2 separate regions of the Mus musculus genome follow, and region 2 is linked to region 1. The links are chromatin contacts, called in public capture Hi-C maps. All regions are on one chromosome and are shown on one strand. The core of a region is the stretch at or near the end of the contact, and the rest is flanking DNA. Distances in the headings are between cores, read along the strand shown. Region 1 overlaps Magi2 (membrane associated guanylate kinase, WW and PDZ domain containing 2). Region 2 overlaps Magi2 (membrane associated guanylate kinase, WW and PDZ domain containing 2).

Evidence for each region. Capture Hi-C pulls out chosen DNA fragments and counts their contacts.
Region 2: a contact with region 1 is called in a capture Hi-C map of embryonic stem cells, with 5 times the contacts expected there. The contact joins two enhancer-like sites. A contact is called at or near these places in 1 of 115 datasets of contacts at active chromatin or transcription factors (embryonic stem cells) and 1 of 9 other capture datasets (embryonic stem cells).

What each region holds. Positions count from the first base shown.
Region 1 is chr5:19,563,522-19,568,289 of GRCm38.p6, forward strand. The region is part of intron 1 of Magi2 (membrane associated guanylate kinase, WW and PDZ domain containing 2); the gene reads left to right. Among named protein-coding and RNA genes, the nearest start is that of Gm25335, 50 kb to the left of the region's middle. Within about 2 kb of position 2,815, at least 17 of the 459 cell types and tissues checked have an H3K27ac peak or open chromatin away from gene starts, as enhancers often do. A contact at or near this core is called in embryonic stem cells, where this site is marked.
Region 2 is chr5:20,467,690-20,472,457 of GRCm38.p6, forward strand. The region is part of intron 10 of Magi2 (membrane associated guanylate kinase, WW and PDZ domain containing 2); the gene reads left to right. Among named protein-coding and RNA genes, the nearest start is that of Gm52764, 73 kb to the right of the region's middle. Within about 2 kb of position 2,937, at least 4 of the 459 cell types and tissues checked have an H3K27ac peak or open chromatin away from gene starts, as enhancers often do. A contact at or near this core is called in embryonic stem cells, where this site is marked.

The DNA of each region.
Region 1 (4,768 bases), core at 1,565-4,064:
TGCTCTTTATATCCCCCAGCAAAGGCAAGTATTAAGAATAAGACCACAGATAAAGCCAGTAAAAGTGACTTTCAGGAAGAAGATAGGCCAGTATTGATCTTGAGGAGGCAAAGGAGAATGGCCAGTCTCAGGTACATTTTATTTAAAATTAACTCTTACTCTATATTATAGTTGGTTGCCATTTACATCCAAATTATATTGGTCTCCTTCCTCAATTGCTTGAAACATTTCCTTGATTTATTTTCCCTGCAGATTTTACTGACTATAGAGTTCTCTTTTACTCAAGCATTGAACCTTCTCCATCTTATTTTTTCAAATACATAAAAATCACACATGATTATAATCATCAGATGCCATCATAATGTGGGCATTTTAAGAGACTCTACATAAAGATTATTTTAGCATCAAACACAGGACTCTAAAGATTCCATTTGAAGAAACTGTGCTACCCTGTGTGTTTATACCCAACATTGTGTGTCTCTATCATATGTTGTGATTAATTTTTTCATTAGCAAATCTTAGCTAATTCAACCTTCTACTCAATACACAAATGGAACATCATATTTATTTTCTACAAACCAATGAATATAAAATGACTTCTATTAGAAAAGCCCAGTATTATATGCCATGAACAATAGTTTTCACAAGCATTTCTTCTTGGTTGGCATCTAATATTCACCACTACAAACAGTCTCATACTACTTGTTTGCTTGAAGCTCTTTGAAAGTATCAGAAAACTGCAATTCATTTGCTGTTTTTAATTTTGCTATTATATTTTGATTTCACAATAATTGCAAAGAAGGAAAATTTATCTTCCCTAATTAAGTATGGGTAATTCATGGAAGTTGAACAAAATATTAAAGTTATACATTTTATTGCCAGCTATTCTGGTTAGTTTCTTCTCAACTTGACACAAGTTAGGGTCACATGGGAAGAATAAACATCAACTGAGAAAATGGTTCCATCAGATTGGTCTGTGGACATGTCTGTGCTTTGTTTTCTTAATAATGATTGATGTGAGAGGACCTTGCCTACTGTGGTTCCTACCACCCCTGAACAGATAGTCCTAGGTTGTTTTTTTGTTTTGTTTTGTTTTGTTTTGTTTTTTAAAAGTAAAGAAAAGAAAAAAGAAAAAATGAAGAAGAAGCAGCAGTCTAGTAAACAGCATTCTTCTATGACCTCCACTTTACTTCCTCCCACCAGGTTCTCGTCTTGCTTGAGTTTCTGTCATGGCTCCTCTTGATAGATTTTTATTGGGAAATGTAAGCTAAATAAAATATTGTACCCCTTCTTACTTCTGGTCATGGTCTTTTTCATAACTCTAGAGAGCAAACCGGGATAGCAGCTAAGCTGATAGACTGTGAGCTCTTTATCTGAGGGAGATGTTCTCAAATACATTAAGTTAAACTGGAGAGCACCAGAAACCAATACATTTTAAATATCTTGATAAAGTTGGAGAGCCAAGAAATGTCCTCCTGTAAAAGTATAATATGGATCCATTGTCACTGAAGAGATGCCAGCTAAAGATAATAAATCTATCACCAACAGAGGCTTCTAAGTGGAGGTTCTGAAATTCCTTATTTGTTTTGACTCTTACATCAACCAGTGTTTATAGAAACAACTTTTGTCTGTAACTCCGCTTACTATCTGTATTTAGATTCATGATAAAGTAGTAGCCTGGAGGATAGTCATAATGCATATTGGGTTGCCAGTTAGGTTGGGATTTCTCAGTGTGAAACTGGCAGAAATTTTCCTTTTATAGCTGGAGAAACATCTATTGCTGTGAAAATTGTAATTTATAGACATCTGCAATCAGTTTTAATTTTTATTTACTCATTTATATTTTGTTCATTGTGAATGTCTATAGCATAGAAGATCCTTCAACTGCCTAGTTTAGGCTAAAAAGAAAAGCAATGGATACAAATATGTTATATAGTCATTTTTTTAAAAAAATGTTAAATTATTTTATTTACATTATAAGTTGCCCCCCTTCCCCATCCTCCTACCTCTGAAAGGGTGCTCCCCTATCTGCCCACCTACTCCTACACTCCCACCTCACCCCCACCAACTTCCCTCTTCCCTGGGGCATCAAGTTTCCACAGGATTAAGTTCATCCTCTCCCACTACAAGGCAGTCCTCTGCTACACATGTGCCTGGGGCTACGAACCAGCCCATGCATATTCCTTGGATTTTGGCTCAGTCTCTGGGAGCTCTTAAGGGTCTGAGTTATTTGACAGTGTTGTTCTTCCTATGGGGTTACAGTCCCCTTCAGCTCCTTCAGTCTTGCCTCTAACTCTTACATGCCACACCCACTCCAGTGGTAACTGCATGAGAGGCCAAAAAGCTTGGACACAGTTCTGAGGCAAAGAATTTCATGGAAACTTAGTCTCCTGGAATCTTGGCACGAATGCTCCAAACTTGTCCGTGCATTAGTTGGTGAATGGATCTGGGTGCTTTCCTTCAATATTGCTTTATTATAAGTGGCTCTAAGGATTGATTTTGACATATAGCTAAGTTAGATTAGCTTCCACCAGTGTTCCAATGTCCTAAGCAGTCCTTGAGCTGACCCTGGGCTTGGAATTCAGTAAGAATATTACCTATTCAGCAACATTCAGAATTAACTCTAGTATTGTAAAAGAGACAGGGAAAGAAATCAGGCATTACAATTTACTTAGATAGAGCTAGAAATCTCAGGGCTAGTCTATATAGTAAATACTTAGAACAATAGCTGAGTCACTCCCGTACACAGGAATTTACAATGGCCTAGGAAGAAGGAAGGTTGTGGTTTTAGGAGGAACTGGAATGTTGAATTATTCATGAAAGGGTTAGTAGTACAGAACTCCCTTGGTGCATGTTTTTCACTAGGCCCAGAGGAATAGCATAAGTAGGTATTAAGTAAGGGACCCCTGGTGGTGGGTTTAACAATAGACTAGCATTGCATCAGACCTTTCACCTGGCTCCTGTGAATAGCTGACTTTACATAGGGCTGATCTTATCTCAATTGTAAACATTGCCTGATTCCTGCCAGTCTGTTTGTATGCATTTTTTGTTTTGTGTCAGATAACTTCAGTGTACCTTGGATGCCCTTAATGTATCACTTAACTTCCTTGTCTCCGTTTGTAATATAAGTCTGATGCTAGTTTTGAGGAATTACATTCAGATACAACACCCCCTTGTGTTCATGTCTGTTTGTCACTTTTCGCTGACTCCTTGCCCTGATTCTCCTGAGGGTTGAGGGGCCAACTGAGTCCAGTTTGCAGCACTTACATATTGGTCTCTGACCTAAATTCAATGGTTGGCTGTAATTATATGCAATTGTCTCAGTCAGTTGCTGGTAGAGCCTCTCTGAGGACAGCCATGCCAGGCTCCTGTCTGCACATACAATATGGCTTCAGTAATAGTGTCAGGATTTGGTGTGAGTGTATGGGATGGATCCCAAGTTGGGCCAGTCACTGGGTGGCCTTTCTTTTATTTCGGATCCATTTTTATCTCATGTATGTGCACATGTATGATAGAAAAAGATATGAAGTTAAGAGAGACTATGAGGACAGAGGTCTACTACTTACTTAAGAGAGTCACAGAAAGCTTGGTTATCATGGTAATCCTGATCAGTGATACCAGATATAGGAAACATGAGCACCCAAAGACATGTGCCTACAGCTGTTACTTTTATGCTAATAATGTGTATGTATCTGGACTCAGTTCCTTTTGAACATTTACTATATGTAAATATATCTATTATAGTACTCAATTCAAGTGATTTGCTACTTAATACATTAAATGAATATTCTTAATTTGAATGTTATTCAGTTTCAGATTATATTTGCACTTATGTATATTTATTGTAGTTTATGGCATCAAATTTTACAAATTATAAAAGGAAAAATAATTAACAATAAGTTTTGTAACTATATTTATTTATGTAACATGATACTAAATGCAAGTGGGTTCTAGAGACTGTCAAGCATTTCCTACTTGACAGAGTCTGGCTATCATTCAAGTTTGGAAAAGAGCTGGACTAGACTTTCAGTAGCAATGAAGAGAATTTTAATTAGATTCTTATCAAAGCTAAATATCCAATTTAAATTAAAAATATCTAAGAGATCAATAATTCTAAAACAAGGAACATGCTGCAATATTATAATTTCCATGGGAATAATTTTCTCATTAATCCAAAATTTACTAATTTCTTGAAGGAAAAGCAGTAAACTGTTGTAGAAACAGCCTGAAACTGAGAGGCAGCAAACCTTGGTTCAAACTGAGACTCTGACATGTCTCAAATTCATCTGAAAATGCATTTAACTTCCTAATGGGAAAGTATTGTTAAGATAATCACTCAAAATCATGATTCAAAGCACGTAATAAACTTGCAGGCTAAAGAGATGGGTCAGGAGTTAAGAACATTTAACTGTTTTACCAGAGGACCCTCAGCTCCCACTCTGGACTGCTTACAACTGCCTGTAAATCGAGCTGGAGATATATATATATATATATATATATATATATATATATATATATATATATATATATATCCCCTACTCAGGCCTCCTTGATGCAGAAGTAATTGTGCAGAATACAAATGAAATACTGTTACTTCATCCTTGAGATCTTTCTGTTGTTAACTGTTAATAGCCAGCGAGACCAGTCAGTTAAGATCAAAGATGTAGGCAAGGCAATATGAGTAGCACAAGGGATCCAGCTGCTCCATTCTGAGCTTCTCAAGATCCTATGGGTTTTTCCAAATTATATCCACTGTGAACCTTTCACC
Region 2 (4,768 bases), core at 1,687-4,186, 900 kb after region 1:
CTAATATTAAGTGGTATAACTGAAAATTGCTGTATTGTAGCCATTGTTTGGCTCACAGAAAGATATTTAAACATTTTCTTATATATAAAATGGCTTCTTTTAAATTGTGACTTATCAGGAAAATGCTTTGAAATCCTTGCTATTACTGTAATGTGTGCCTTTCTGGAAGCATTCTACTGTGTGTGTGCGCGCACATGCTCTCCCTCCTCCCCTTCCATAGCCTCTCTGATCACTCACTTAGAGCCCTAGCCATGAGACTTCTGTCTGCTGCTCTTTGTTTGTTTGGGGGTGGGTGAAGCCTTTGCTTTCTTCCAAGTACAGAACTGTGGAATCTGGACATCCTTGCTAGAAACATTTAGAGGTTCCCAGAATTCCTACAGCGGCCACTCCCCTCTGAAGGTAGCAGGAGTGTCCCGCTACACCACCACCACCCCACCCCACCCCCCCGACCCACCCACTCCCCCCCCACCCCCCCACCCCCGTGTTTGAGCGATGACCTTCATGTTGGTTATCTGGTTTTGGCTTATGGCCTCATTCTGATGAGCAAAGACCTCCTCATTTCAGGACCATGGCTGATTGTCCTTTTTGTTAGAGCCTTTGTTTATAAAGCAATGATTCAGGTAGTTGATTTTTTTATTTTTTATTTATTTATTTTTTTGGTAACTAATTCCAAAAGCACACAACAAAAAAATTTCTACCCTACCTATCCTTCCACTCTTTCATAGAGGGGTTTGTATGTGTACCTATAGAAAGTATGCCGACTGTTTGGCACATATATAAAACATATGCTCTAATATGGACGGAATCACATCATGCATGTGTGTCTTACTTTAAAATGTCTTGGTTAGAAGGCTATATTTAACTGGTTAGACATGTATCATGTGGTGTCATTTATATACATATCATTTGTCAACTGCAGGTATATAGTTCATTATGTTCTCCAGACATGGTGTAGTTGCATAATGAGCACCATCCCTCTTAGAGCATCCTTCACCCCAAGCTCCCCGGATCTGCTTGTCACCCTCTCCTCTCCTACCGTCAGCCACAAAGAACAACTAATCTGCTTCTCTAAATAGTTCCACCTTTCAATAATATTTTTATGACTAACATCACATAGCGTTTTATTTAGCATAATGCTATTGAGAATCACCTAACAGATATACACGGATGAAAAGCTGGTTTCTCTTACTACCCTTTAGTACTCACAGGGCCTTTCATTAATCTACTCACTATGGGTAGTTATTTGAGTCGTTTTCATCTCTGGGCATTTATGAATAATATATTTATGAACTTTTGGCTTCAACTGTTTCTTGTGCCGATGTTCTCATTTTGGGGAGTAGATGCCCAGAAATGGTTATATTAAAAATATATTTAGGCTATTAATAAATTGTCTAAATGGCTTTCAAGCATGGCTAGTTTTTATATTCCCTTAGCACTGTCTGAGTCCCAGTTTCTGCCCAGGGTTTCTCCAGTCTTCTGGTTTAGTAGTCTTCAGCGCAGTCGCTTTATTGGTAGTGTACTTACTGAGACTTTTCCACGGGTTTAACTTTCATTTCTCTATTCTTTTCATGTTCTTATGTGCTTATCGGCATTCATAAACTCTTATGTGCCATCAAGTATTTTCCCAGTTCTATATTGAACTATTTATCACTTTTCCTTCCTTTTTTTTTTTTCTTTTACTGAGAATTGAGCCTGATGCTTGCTAGGTGAGTCTCTGTCACAGCTAACAGCTCTCTTTGTCATCCTAAGTTACAAAAGCTCATTGCATATACAAATCTGAGCTGTGTTTTTAAGACAGATGATTTACAAATGCTTCCCTCAGGTTCATGGCTTATCTATCCATCGTCTTCTTGGTGTCTTTGATGCAGAAGCACAGGAGGTCTAGAGTGGGTGAATTTAAGTGGACCAGGCTCATTTTAGCATGGGTCATTTCCTGTCACATCTTTGCTTAACCTAAAAATCACAAAGTTTTTCCCATGTTTTCTTCTAGGAATTCTAAAGCTTTAGCGCCTATACGTAGTGCCTATATATAAACCAATTTAAAGTTAATTCTTATGTAGAATTGTGGACTTAAATTCATTTTATTTTTTGCACAAATATAGACAATTGTTCTAGCACTGTTTGCTGGCGAAAACCACAAAACCTGTTCTTTGTTATTGACTGGCCTTGGCTTTTGTGATGTTTGTTTCCAAATCCTCTACTCAGTCCCCCCAGTCTGCACGCATATTCTTATGTTAATGTAAGACTTTCTAGATTACAGTAGCTTTGTGTTAAATCTTGAAATCGGTGTGAGTCCTCCAAATTCTCCTCCTGTACAAAATTGTTTTGGCTCTTCCTGGACCTTTCATTTGCATAGAAATAGAAACTTCTCCCAGACCCACCCTACCTCCCCTCTCTATTCCAACTTCATTCCCCCTCCAACTTTTAATAACCCTCAAGATCAAATTAGTGTCACCCATACATGCCTGGGTGTAGTGCCATCCACTTGAGCATGAGTGGCCTTAGGTGCCTTAAAGGAAAGTGGCTCTCCCTCTCAAGAAGCCATCCACTGTCAATAGCTCATCCGTTAGGATTGAAGGCTCCTGAGCCCCTAACCCTTTCATCCCAGAATGTTGACCGGCTTGGTTTTGTGCACTTCTCATGTAGGCAATCACAGGTGCTCTGAGTTCATGAGAGCAATTGTCCTGTCCAGAAGACACTATTTTGCTTGGATCCTCTCCAACCTCTGGTTCTTAAAATCTTTCCATCCCTCCTTTTGAAATGTTCCCTGGCCTTGAGGCTCAGGAAGTGTGATGTAGATGTTCCATCTGTGACTTGGTACTCTGTTAATTCCAAAAATGGGCAGAGAAAGATCACTCTAGGCCCACATCCACCCTGCCATTGGGCATGGCCTCTTGGGGAGGTGGACTGTGCTTGCTGTACTAACACCACACTGCCACCAGGGGGTGCAGGGCTGTGGGGAAGTGCTTAGGCATGGCTCCAGGGTGGGAAAGCCAGAGCTGTCTGGGGTGAGGTGGCTGGGTGGTGGAGTTCTCAGGCCCTTGGCCATCCAGGCACCACTGGGAGTCACAGAAGAGCAGAGAACATAGTTAGGGGCCCTGCAGAAAAAGGCCTCTGCAGGAGACTAGGCTGCCACTCTGTAGCTGAAGGCCTTCTTCATGGCTCCCCACAGAGGATCTTGATGAAAAGAGTCAGATGTGCAAAACCATATCCCACTTCTCAGGGTAAGATTAAATACCTTTTGCAGAGAGGAATGTCTAGAAAGGGAAGCTTATTGGCTAAGCCCTCCAGTCCTCTAGGTACCTCATTAGCATGGAGAACTCTGTTTTGGGCCTATGTGACCATGGGGCATGTTTGTTTTATGTGAGGAACATGGCACTCCAAGTCAGGAGTCTGGCAGAGAGCTGGGAGTCACCTAAGCCTCAGGTTTGTGACCACCGAGTCTCCGAGTCTCAACCTGCTCTACCTTACCAAGCTCCCCGGCATGGTTTTATATCCCACAGACCTCTGTATAGCCAAGTCTATAGAGAGAAAAACCTATCTCAAAAACAAAACAAAACAAAACAAAACAAAACAAAAAAACACAATGTAAACATAACAGGCAGTCATAACAAGATAGTCAGTCATACATGGTCACATAACCTTTAGAACCAAAGATAGGATTGCAAGGTTGTTATAAACAACTTTTAAAACAAAGACATGATTGCCAGGCAATACAGAACCATTCGGTGGTTATGGTTACAGGTGAGGCACAGCCCAATCCTTGAGAAACAGATTTAATCATAAGTAGGAATGAACCTAATTTGTTGTTACTATAAAACGGCCGCTTAAGCCTAAGATGGAGGCAGGCTGCTTCTTCAACTCCTGCTTCCTAAGGCTTTGTACTTCCTCTGTTTAATAAAAGACCTGCTGAGATCATGGTACTACAGAACAGCTTTCCAACTGAAAACTGAACTTCTAAACCCCAACTCTGACATATCTCCATACTTGCTTAAGTCTCCTCCAGGTTCTCTCAGCAAGGTCATGGTCTTCTATGTACAGACCATGGACTTCTTTTGTTGAGGGTCTCCCTACTCTATTTTATTATTTTAGATTTATTTTATGTTGTGAGTGTTTTGCTCTCATGTATGTCTTCTGTGCCTCATGCTCATTCTTGATACCTAGGGAGTAAGAAGAGGGCATCAGATGCCCTAGAACTAGAGACATGCACAGTTGTGATCTGCCATGCTGGTGCTGGGAATCGAACCAAGATCTTCTTCAAAAGCAGCCAGTACTCTTAATAACTGTTTTCTTAATGTCATTTTCAAATTATTTATGGCCAATATATGTAAGCATATCTGATTTTTCATCATTCTGTAATGTGGTCTATATAATTATATTGTCTAGCAAGTTGTTCTTCTTTCCTTTTTCTACATTTGTATGGCCCTGGTATCTTTTCCTTGACTTACACTTTTATTTTCATTCCCATGCTGTGAGAAAACACTCTGATCAAGAGCAGCTTAGGGAACGAAATGGTTTATTTCAGCTCACAGTTCTACATCACATTCTATCACTGAGAGAAGTAAGGCAGGAACTTAAAGGCATGCCTGTCTCCTATTCCCTCATAGCATTACTTTCCACCAAGGGAAACTTCACAGCCAAAGAAGTATAGCAGGAATCATCAGAAGTAATGCTTGCCAGCTGAATGGCAGGCCAACTTATACCAGCTCCCTAAGTGTAAGTTGATACTACCCACAGTTGGCTGGGCCCTCCCCCATCAGTTAGTTAA